2 separate regions of the Mus musculus genome follow, and region 1 is linked to region 2. Evidence: chromatin contacts called from public promoter capture Hi-C data. All regions are on one chromosome and are shown on one strand. Each heading gives the region's core, a stretch centred on a gene start, on an enhancer-like site or on the middle of the called end of the contact. The rest is flanking DNA. Distances are from core to core; before and after follow the strand shown. Region 1 holds the start of Vamp1 (vesicle-associated membrane protein 1). Region 2 holds the start of Rtkn (rhotekin).

Region 1 (3,960 bases), core at 233-2,732, about 42 Mb after region 2:
AGGAACAGAGTACGCTGACCAGCGCTGCAGAAAACTGGGCATGGTGGTAAACTTCTGCAGTCCTAGCATTCAGGAGGCAGAAGTAGGAGGACCAGAATTTCAAGGTCATTCTTGACTACATTTCATGTTTGAAGCCAGCCTGGACTACACAAGCCTCTGTTTCTGCTGGGAAAAGAGTCTCTGAACGTCAAGTTGTAACTGTCCTATTAATGTTACTATGTTCTCTTTCCTTTTGCATGGATGCCTAAGATATAAACATTTACACTGCATCCAAAACCTAAGCTTCCACTAAATGTAAAATAAGAATTCTAAGGCTAGGAAAACGCAACCACAGCTATAGATTCCTTTAAAGCTGTGAAGCATAAAATAATGTTGAATTTTACAACTGATGTCTAGGAAAGGGATTCTACTGGAAGAGAGAAGAAACGTCTTTAAGTATTGAGAAGGAAAAATTGATTCTACTTAGATTTTGGAGGAGGAGTAAAGAGGAAAGGGCTGGGGCTGGAGAGAGATGGCTCAGTGGTGGAGGGAGCATATTGCTTTTGCAGAGGGTTTGGTTCCCAGCACTCACATATACTCAAAACCATCTAGGGAATAACCCTCCTCTGGCCTCCAAGGGCACCCAAGCATGCATAGATGCAGGCAGAAACTTGTACCATAATATATATATACATATGTGTGTGTGTGTGTATATATATATATATATATATATATATATATATATATATACACACACACACATACATACGCATAATGTGTGTGTATATATATATACATATATGTGTGTATATATATATATATACACACATATATATGTGTGTGTGTATCTATATATCTGTATATATGTATATATCTATATCTATCTATCTATCTATCTATCTATCTATCTATCTATCTATCTATCTATAGAGAGAGGTCTCAAAAAACAAAACAAAGCATAAACATAAAATAGGGAAGTCTACTTTAGTTCAGGTTTCTGGGCTGGGTTAACTAAGTCGCTGTGTTAACAGGTTTAGGGATGAAGTTCGTGATAGGGAAGAGAAGAATGAAGAATGTGGGTTTTATGGTCTCAGGCAGGGATGGTGACGGGGTGGTCCTGTGGCCAAGGACTTCATGAATATGCATTCACTGCTGAACCTCGCAGCCAGTTGGATTCCAGCGTCTAAGTCACTTGGGTTTCCTTCTGCCAGGTGCTGTGGGCGGGAGCGGTAAGAATGACAGCAGTCTCCAGCTCAGCGATTGGCTGGTAGGCACCATAAAAGGTCTAACTCAGCGGCGGAGACAGAGTTTGAGCTGGACTTTAAGCAAGCCACTTTTGTATTGGTCAGTGAAGAAATAGAAATAAGAGGACAATGGTAATTGCTGTAGTTGTGGGGGCGGGACTAGCAGGCCATTTCTCACGAGGATTGGACCTGGAGGTTTTGACATCATCCGAGAGGCGTGGTCATGTCTAATAAAGCCGAGAGCCGGCCCTGCACCTGCAGTAAGTTCCACCGCAGTTAGAGTTCCGGGTGTTTCGTGTGAGGCGGCGCTCGACAGTTCCGTCTGCTTCAGCCGCAGTGTCTCCCTGCCCGTCTCGTTGCATTCTCCAGAGAGGGGACGGACCTCCACTTCCTCTTTCAGAAAAATGTGAGTTGACTCTGCTCTAGGGTCCTCGACACCTCTTTACCGACTCTCCCCCGCAGTGTCCGACTCTGCGGGACGGGAAATGGCGCATTGCAGCAGCTGCGGCGACGCCGGGAACCACCAGCTCGCGCCGCCCCCAGACCGGGCCACCCCGGACTGCGGGCAGCGCTCCATCCCGCACCAACTGCAGCTGGCACTCCATGGCAGGGCGAGGGCGCGGGGGTCCCACGTACACCGCACCCTCCCCTCTTGTCTTTGTATCGTGGAACCCCAAAGGGGAAAAAGTGGGGGAGGTATAGATTCAGACAGGAAACTCGGAGACCCTTTCTTGTTTGACAGACTCTTAAAGCCTCTGGGAAGACTTATAGGTGTTCCTGTCCATTCTTGACTTGGAGTGCCCGCAGTCTCTGCGTTATGCATGCCCCTCACCCAGAGTGTGATGTACCTGCCTCATGGCTGTGAGCAAAGCTGCAGAAACTTAACTTGCTAGTTCTGTGGCGCCTTGCGAGTAGCTCAGAAAGTCTCAGGGGACAGTGGTATGAAATCTTAATGCAGCTGTTTATGCTAAGGCGATTTCCAGTGATCAAGTCCTAGCCAAATAAATATTGGAGGAGAAATAGGGAGAACAGTGAATTCTTCATTTTATCCAAAACACATAGTTTAGCCTTTAGCTCTTTTTGGCATCATCCCCTTCTGTGGCCAGATAAATTAAGAACTTCCCTTTAGGATCACATACACACAATGAAGAATTTTCTTTCTTTTCATTTATTATCTGAATCTCTTGCCTGGTGCTAGATTTATTTGTGTTTGTTCCCTCTTCCTCTCTCTCTCCCTCTTCCTCTCTCTCTCCCTCTTCCTCGCTCTCTCTATCCCCCTTCTTTGTTTGGCTTTTCCATATAGGGTTTCTCTGTGTACCCCTGGCTGTCTCAGAATTCCCTCTATAGACAAGGCTGGCCTTGAACTCAGAGATCCACCTGCCCCTGGCTTCCAAGTGCTGGGATTAAAGGTGTGCACCACTACACTCTGCTTGTGTTGCCTCTATTGGCAAAAGGGGGGCAGGATTTTGTATTACATAAGGGTTATAACTCCCTGAATAGGTTAGGGTGGAGTGTTTCTACCTGCCACAAATAGTAAATAAAGTGAGTTCTCCAAAGCTTCACAGCCATTTTATCCGTTCTCTGCATTAACATTCTGTGCAGTTTTTACAAGCCCATAGATCTAGATGTTTAGGGGAGGGGAGGGGTCCTTCTTAGTTGACTGGCTGCAGGTAGTTTCATGTGTGATGTTTGGAAGGAGGTTGAGAAAGCATGGTGGCTAGCAGGGAATCACGAGGTCTCTGACCTTAATCTTGTCATTGGTGCCACCATCCTGGACACCTTCCAACACTAGCTGCTACCAACTCATTGAAATCCCTCCCTCTGGTCTAGAACTAGATTGCTTAGCTAGCTCAGTAGCAGTGCAGATCCTGTGGCTCCCATGGCTTTGCAGATTCCTCTATGTTTAGGAAGGAAATGGGAAAGCGGCCCTTTAAGTGGAAGAAGCTGGTGTAATCTGCTAATAGAGTCTTTCTGAGGGGCTTCTACATCTTGATCTTAGCCAAAAGGCCGAGAAGCGGTTGGGGTTATTACATCGTGTCTAGAACATTTCCCTTAGTTATGGAAAAAGAGATTCTGCATCTTGGTTCTGTTGTAATTAATCAAGGAATTTACTTTTTTTTTAGCAACTTTCTGGTGGCTTAACCTTTACTGTACTTATTCTTGGACTTTTCTAGCAAAGATTTTTTTTTTTTTTAGCACTTAAGAAATTTCTATTCCCCATCAAATTTTAGCTTTCTCTCTTTACCTTGCTTCTGTGGGTTTAACTCTGGGAACTCGTTAGCTGGTGACTGTCAGAGAGGAGTTCATCTTCAGGCCCCACCGTTGCTTTAACCCCAGCAGATGGGGAGGCAGAGGCAGATAGATCTGTATTTCAGGCTAGCCTGGTCTACATAGAGAGTTCCAGGACACCCAGGGCTTCGTGAGACCTCATCTCAAAACAAAACACCCGAAACACAAACCAAACCAAACCAAACCCACTCTGGATTATTCCCTTCTAAGGCCGTGGGAACGCTTTGCCCTCAGCGGTGCTGGTGGAGAGACTTGAACTCACAGCAGTGTAGTTCAAGCTTCCTTATCTGACACGGGACTGGGTAACTATCCTGAGACATCGCCCAGTCTGAAGATGAATGGACAGAGTGTCTGCTGTGTGTACACTGAGGACTGTTTCTAGCATTTTTATTTCTGGTCTGTGCTTTTCGGAACGACTAGTATAATTGTTTTAGGTCTCAGATTCATT
Region 2 (3,876 bases), core at 421-2,920:
TTTTCCCTCTTTCTTCTCCATCGTTTGAGTATGTGTGCATGCGTGCGTATGTGTGCGTGCATGCTTGTGTGTGCATGTGTAGGGGGGCAAGAATGGACAGTCGTCTGTCTTTCTCCCTGCCACTTGTCATTTCTTCACATGATTCTAGTGCCTGAAACATCCTTTGAGGAACTTCTCCCCCCCCCACCCCAACCCCCGCCCCCAGCTGACTGGGTTCTAGTTGCTCTCTAGGAGGGCACAAGTCACTCAGGTGTGACCAGCAAGCATGCATGACTCTTAGTCAAAGTTCAGGTCTAGTCAATCATCTGGCCTCAGCAATTTTTTTCCTTTTTGTGTGTATGTACGTGTGTGTGTGTGTGGGCACTTGAATTGAATGATCTCAAATGGCTGGGTGTGAATCCCAGACTTGTTTAAAAGCCTTAATCCACAGATGTTCTTTTTCTCTTCTTTTCTTTTTCTTTTTTTAGTTGAATTAAGTCTGAGAAGATGTAGTCCCAGAATTTTTGACAGCAATCTTATGCTGTTGAGGGTAAGAGCAAAATGAAAGTGAAGTAAAGGAAACTCTCTCTCTCTCTCTCTCTCTCTCTCTCTCTCTCTCTCTCTGTGTGTGTGTGTGTGTGTGTGTGTGTGTGTACAACACATCTTTGTGACTGGATACCTAGTTAAGTGATACCCACCAAAGCCTGACCTTTGATTTATCAGGTGTATATACGCCAGTGCCCGGTCCCCCAAGTCACTTTGCTGAAGGGATTTTAAGTCCACTTTCTAAAAGGCTATTGAGTCACTTGCTGTATAGCACAGTGCTTCTGAGCTGCCTTCTGCTCACCTGCTCTGTAGTAGCCCCACCCTGCTGCAAAGTCTACCCAGCCAGTTCTGAAGCCTCCAGGAGACCCAGTGTGGGTAGTCAGCCTGTGAGCCAGTCTTAGTGAGCTCTGGTGGAGAGAGAAGGGAGCCATCTTCCTGTAAGGGCAGGGAGTGAGGAACCTGGACCCTGCTATCCAGCAAGCAGCCAGTCCTTACGTAATAGTCTGAAGACACTCCAGCTCTGGGTCCGGAGGGCTGAAGCTTGCTGCTGAGGGCCCAGTGCTCTGGGATCTGCTCCTCAGCTCTGCTTATAGGGCACTTTCCCTGTGACGGCCTCAAGGTTGGTCCCATGTACGATTTTCATAGCAACTGAGACTGCAATATCCTTACCGAATAGACTAGAAAGCTCAGTGGTTAGACCAAAGTTCTGTGGTCCCATAGGGAAGTAAGTGGAATGTCAAGTTCCTCCCCCTTATGAATCGAGGCCATTGTGGATGGACAGGTAGCCATGCAGGGGAGTCTGAATGGGAGAGAGAAGCATTCAACTGTAGAAGTGAGACTTGGGCGGTCCCAAGTCAAGCTAGAACCAGAAAGTGCAGTGTGACTACCGGTGTTTTCCGAGCTCCAGGACACCAGTTTGACAGGTAGGGAGGGGGGTGCTGCAGAGGAGGGGATTTGGGGACCCGCCCCAAGTGCTGGTGAGCTAATCCAGCCGAAAGGATGGAAGCTCTCAGGCACTGCTGGAGTGCTTTAGGGTGCCTCTGGCAATGAAACTGTCGACCCAAACTGGCTTGGCACCCGAGTACGGGCCGGGACTTTAGCGGGGGTGGAAGAGGAGGGTGCCGCGCCCTGCCCAGCCCAGGTGTCGTCTCCGGGGGCGGGGTTTGGGAACCGGGCAGCTGGGGGAGATTCCCGGCTGTACTGGTAGGAGGGCGGCCGTCGAGGGACCGGAGCCCAAGCCCGCGAGAGACTGATCCCAGGAGCGTACTGGGCAAGGGGCTGCCAGCATGTTCTCTCGAAACCATCGGAGTCGGATCACAGTGGCCAGGGGCTCCGCCCTGGAGATGGAGTTCAAACGCGGCCGCTTCCGACTTAGTTTCTTCAGCGAGTCGCCGGAGGTGAGAGGCCGCGTCCCTGCCTTCCCCTCCCAGCTCTGGCAGGTAGCCCTGGCCACCCCGACTCCTGGGCGCGCCAGGATCTGGGTCTATTCTAGCTCAAGTTGTTGACTTGGAAATCCAGGTGTGGACAGGGTGCGGGTCCATCTGATCTGTATAAGCCATGCCTTGCCTGGTTGAGGTAATTTGCCTCTGCCTTAAAAAGTCCCGATTAGCGTCCACACGAGAGGCTCTAAATTCCCTAACTGTGCCTAAACCCAGGTCCCTCTAGTATCCTGGGCCAAGGACATTGGGCAGCCAGGCATCCTCCAATACTTGAAATTTTGTTTTGGTTCCCAGCCGGTTCCCAGCTACCAGTAGCATCCCACACTCTGTGCGGACCCCCTAGGCCAACCTCCGTTGTCTCCACAGTTCTGTAACTTGTCTGAAGTCCTCCCAATGCCCTGTTACTCCTGGAGGGCAACATGTCTCTCTCTCTCTCTCTCTCTCTCTCTCTCTCTCTCTCTCTCTCTGTGTGTGTGTGTGTGTGTGTGTGGTCACACCCAACTTTCCACCTCCCTTCTCGGGCCTAAGAAGAGTCTCTAGCCTCTAGCCTGAGTCACCACACCACCACTACCACCACTACCACCACTACCACCACTACCACCACTACCAGCAGCAGCAGCAGCAGCAGCAGCAGAGTATCCCTGTCAGCACGTTCTGAGCCCTATGCTTAAATCTCTAAACTGGAGAGGCACTGGAGGCACATGGCTAAGTCAGAAATGAGAGGGGCTTGGCCACCCCAAAGAGACTTATGTCCCCAAGGTCATCTTCCCACATGCTCAAGGAGGTCCCAGTTTAAAGTCTGTATCCCTCACTGGCCCGGGAAGGGTTAAGCGTGGTGGTTCTTCCAGCAGTGCACCCCCCTCCCGCCTGGGATTCCAGGCCTGGCTTTTGCCCTTTCCTTCTAGGCTGCCCAGAACAAAGGCTCTTTTCACGCCCGTGTCCCGCAGTCCCAAGCTTTCTCTGAGTCAGAAGAGAGTGGAGGGTTTTGTCATCCTCCCGCCCCAGCAACTTAGACCCAAGGAACCCGCGCGTGGCCAGCGTCGGGGAGTCAGGGGCGAGGTTGGGGACCTGGAGGAGGGCTCGTGTTCCTGAGCCTTGCAAGGATATGCCAGGCCTTGGGAGCCATAGCTGAGGAGTCGGGGCGGAGCTGCTGGGCCAGGCCTGCCGCCGGGTTGAGTGTGACTCCACGGTCCCGGAGTAGGGGGGTGGGGGACAGCCCTGCAGCTGGCTGGGACCCGGGGCTGGTTTCCTGTCTGGAAGGGAAGGGGCCCCGAGAGGGGATCAGGGCCAGCAGCAGCCAGGCACACCCCTGACTTTCTCCCTCTCTCTCTCCTCCCTTCTGCTGGAAAAGCGAGGTAATTGTGAGCCCAGGGTGGGGCGTGCTGGATGGGGGCCGGCATTGGAAGGGGTGACCCTGGGAGCTGGGCTGCATTACAGACTCACCCCTTTGTCCCATTCCCTGGGCTCAAGTCGCCTCATGTCCTCACTTCTGTCGCTAACTTTTCTCAAACTAAGCCAGAACTCCCTCGGTCGGTTCTGATCTCCCGTCAAGCCTCAGGATTCCGTAGAATCAGCAGGAGGCGTCCCTTCCCTGCCCCCTTCCAGCTGTGCCTGCCCCTCACTGCCCTCGCAGCACGCACATTCTCGATCGGCCAGGCCAGAGATGTGGGCGGGAGCGGGGGAGGGGCCAAAATGGGAATGAAAGGGCCTTTTTCTTCCACAGCTGGGAGAACAGCTGCCACCAACTCCAGGCTGGACACTCTGTGCCCAGAGCCCCCTCTGCAGCTGGCCTCTCCTCCCAGGAACCCCTGCTCATTCTTACCTCACTTTCTTTCCTCCTCTGCTTGGCTCCTACCAAGGCCTTGGAACAGCGCTAGGAGAGAAACTTTTGTCACAGAAGCCAAAGGGGTCT

What was found. Promoter capture Hi-C pulls out the DNA fragments that hold promoters and counts their contacts.
Region 1: a promoter capture Hi-C map of maxillary cranial neural crest shows a contact between it and region 2. The contact joins the promoter of Vamp1 here to the promoter of Rtkn in region 2. A contact is called at or near these places in 3 of 39 promoter capture datasets (cranial neural crest, maxillary cranial neural crest and pre-B cells) and 1 of 9 other capture datasets (adipose tissue).

Annotation. Positions count from the first base shown.
Region 1 is chr6:125,214,099-125,218,058 of GRCm38.p6, forward strand. Vamp1 (vesicle-associated membrane protein 1) reads left to right here and starts at 1,483. Exons shown (of 5, transcript NM_009496.3): 1 at 1,483-1,629. The coding sequence starts at 1,628.
Region 2 is chr6:83,134,138-83,138,013 of GRCm38.p6, forward strand. Rtkn (rhotekin) reads left to right here and starts at 1,671. Exons shown (of 12, transcript NM_001136227.1): 1 at 1,671-1,922. The coding sequence starts at 1,812.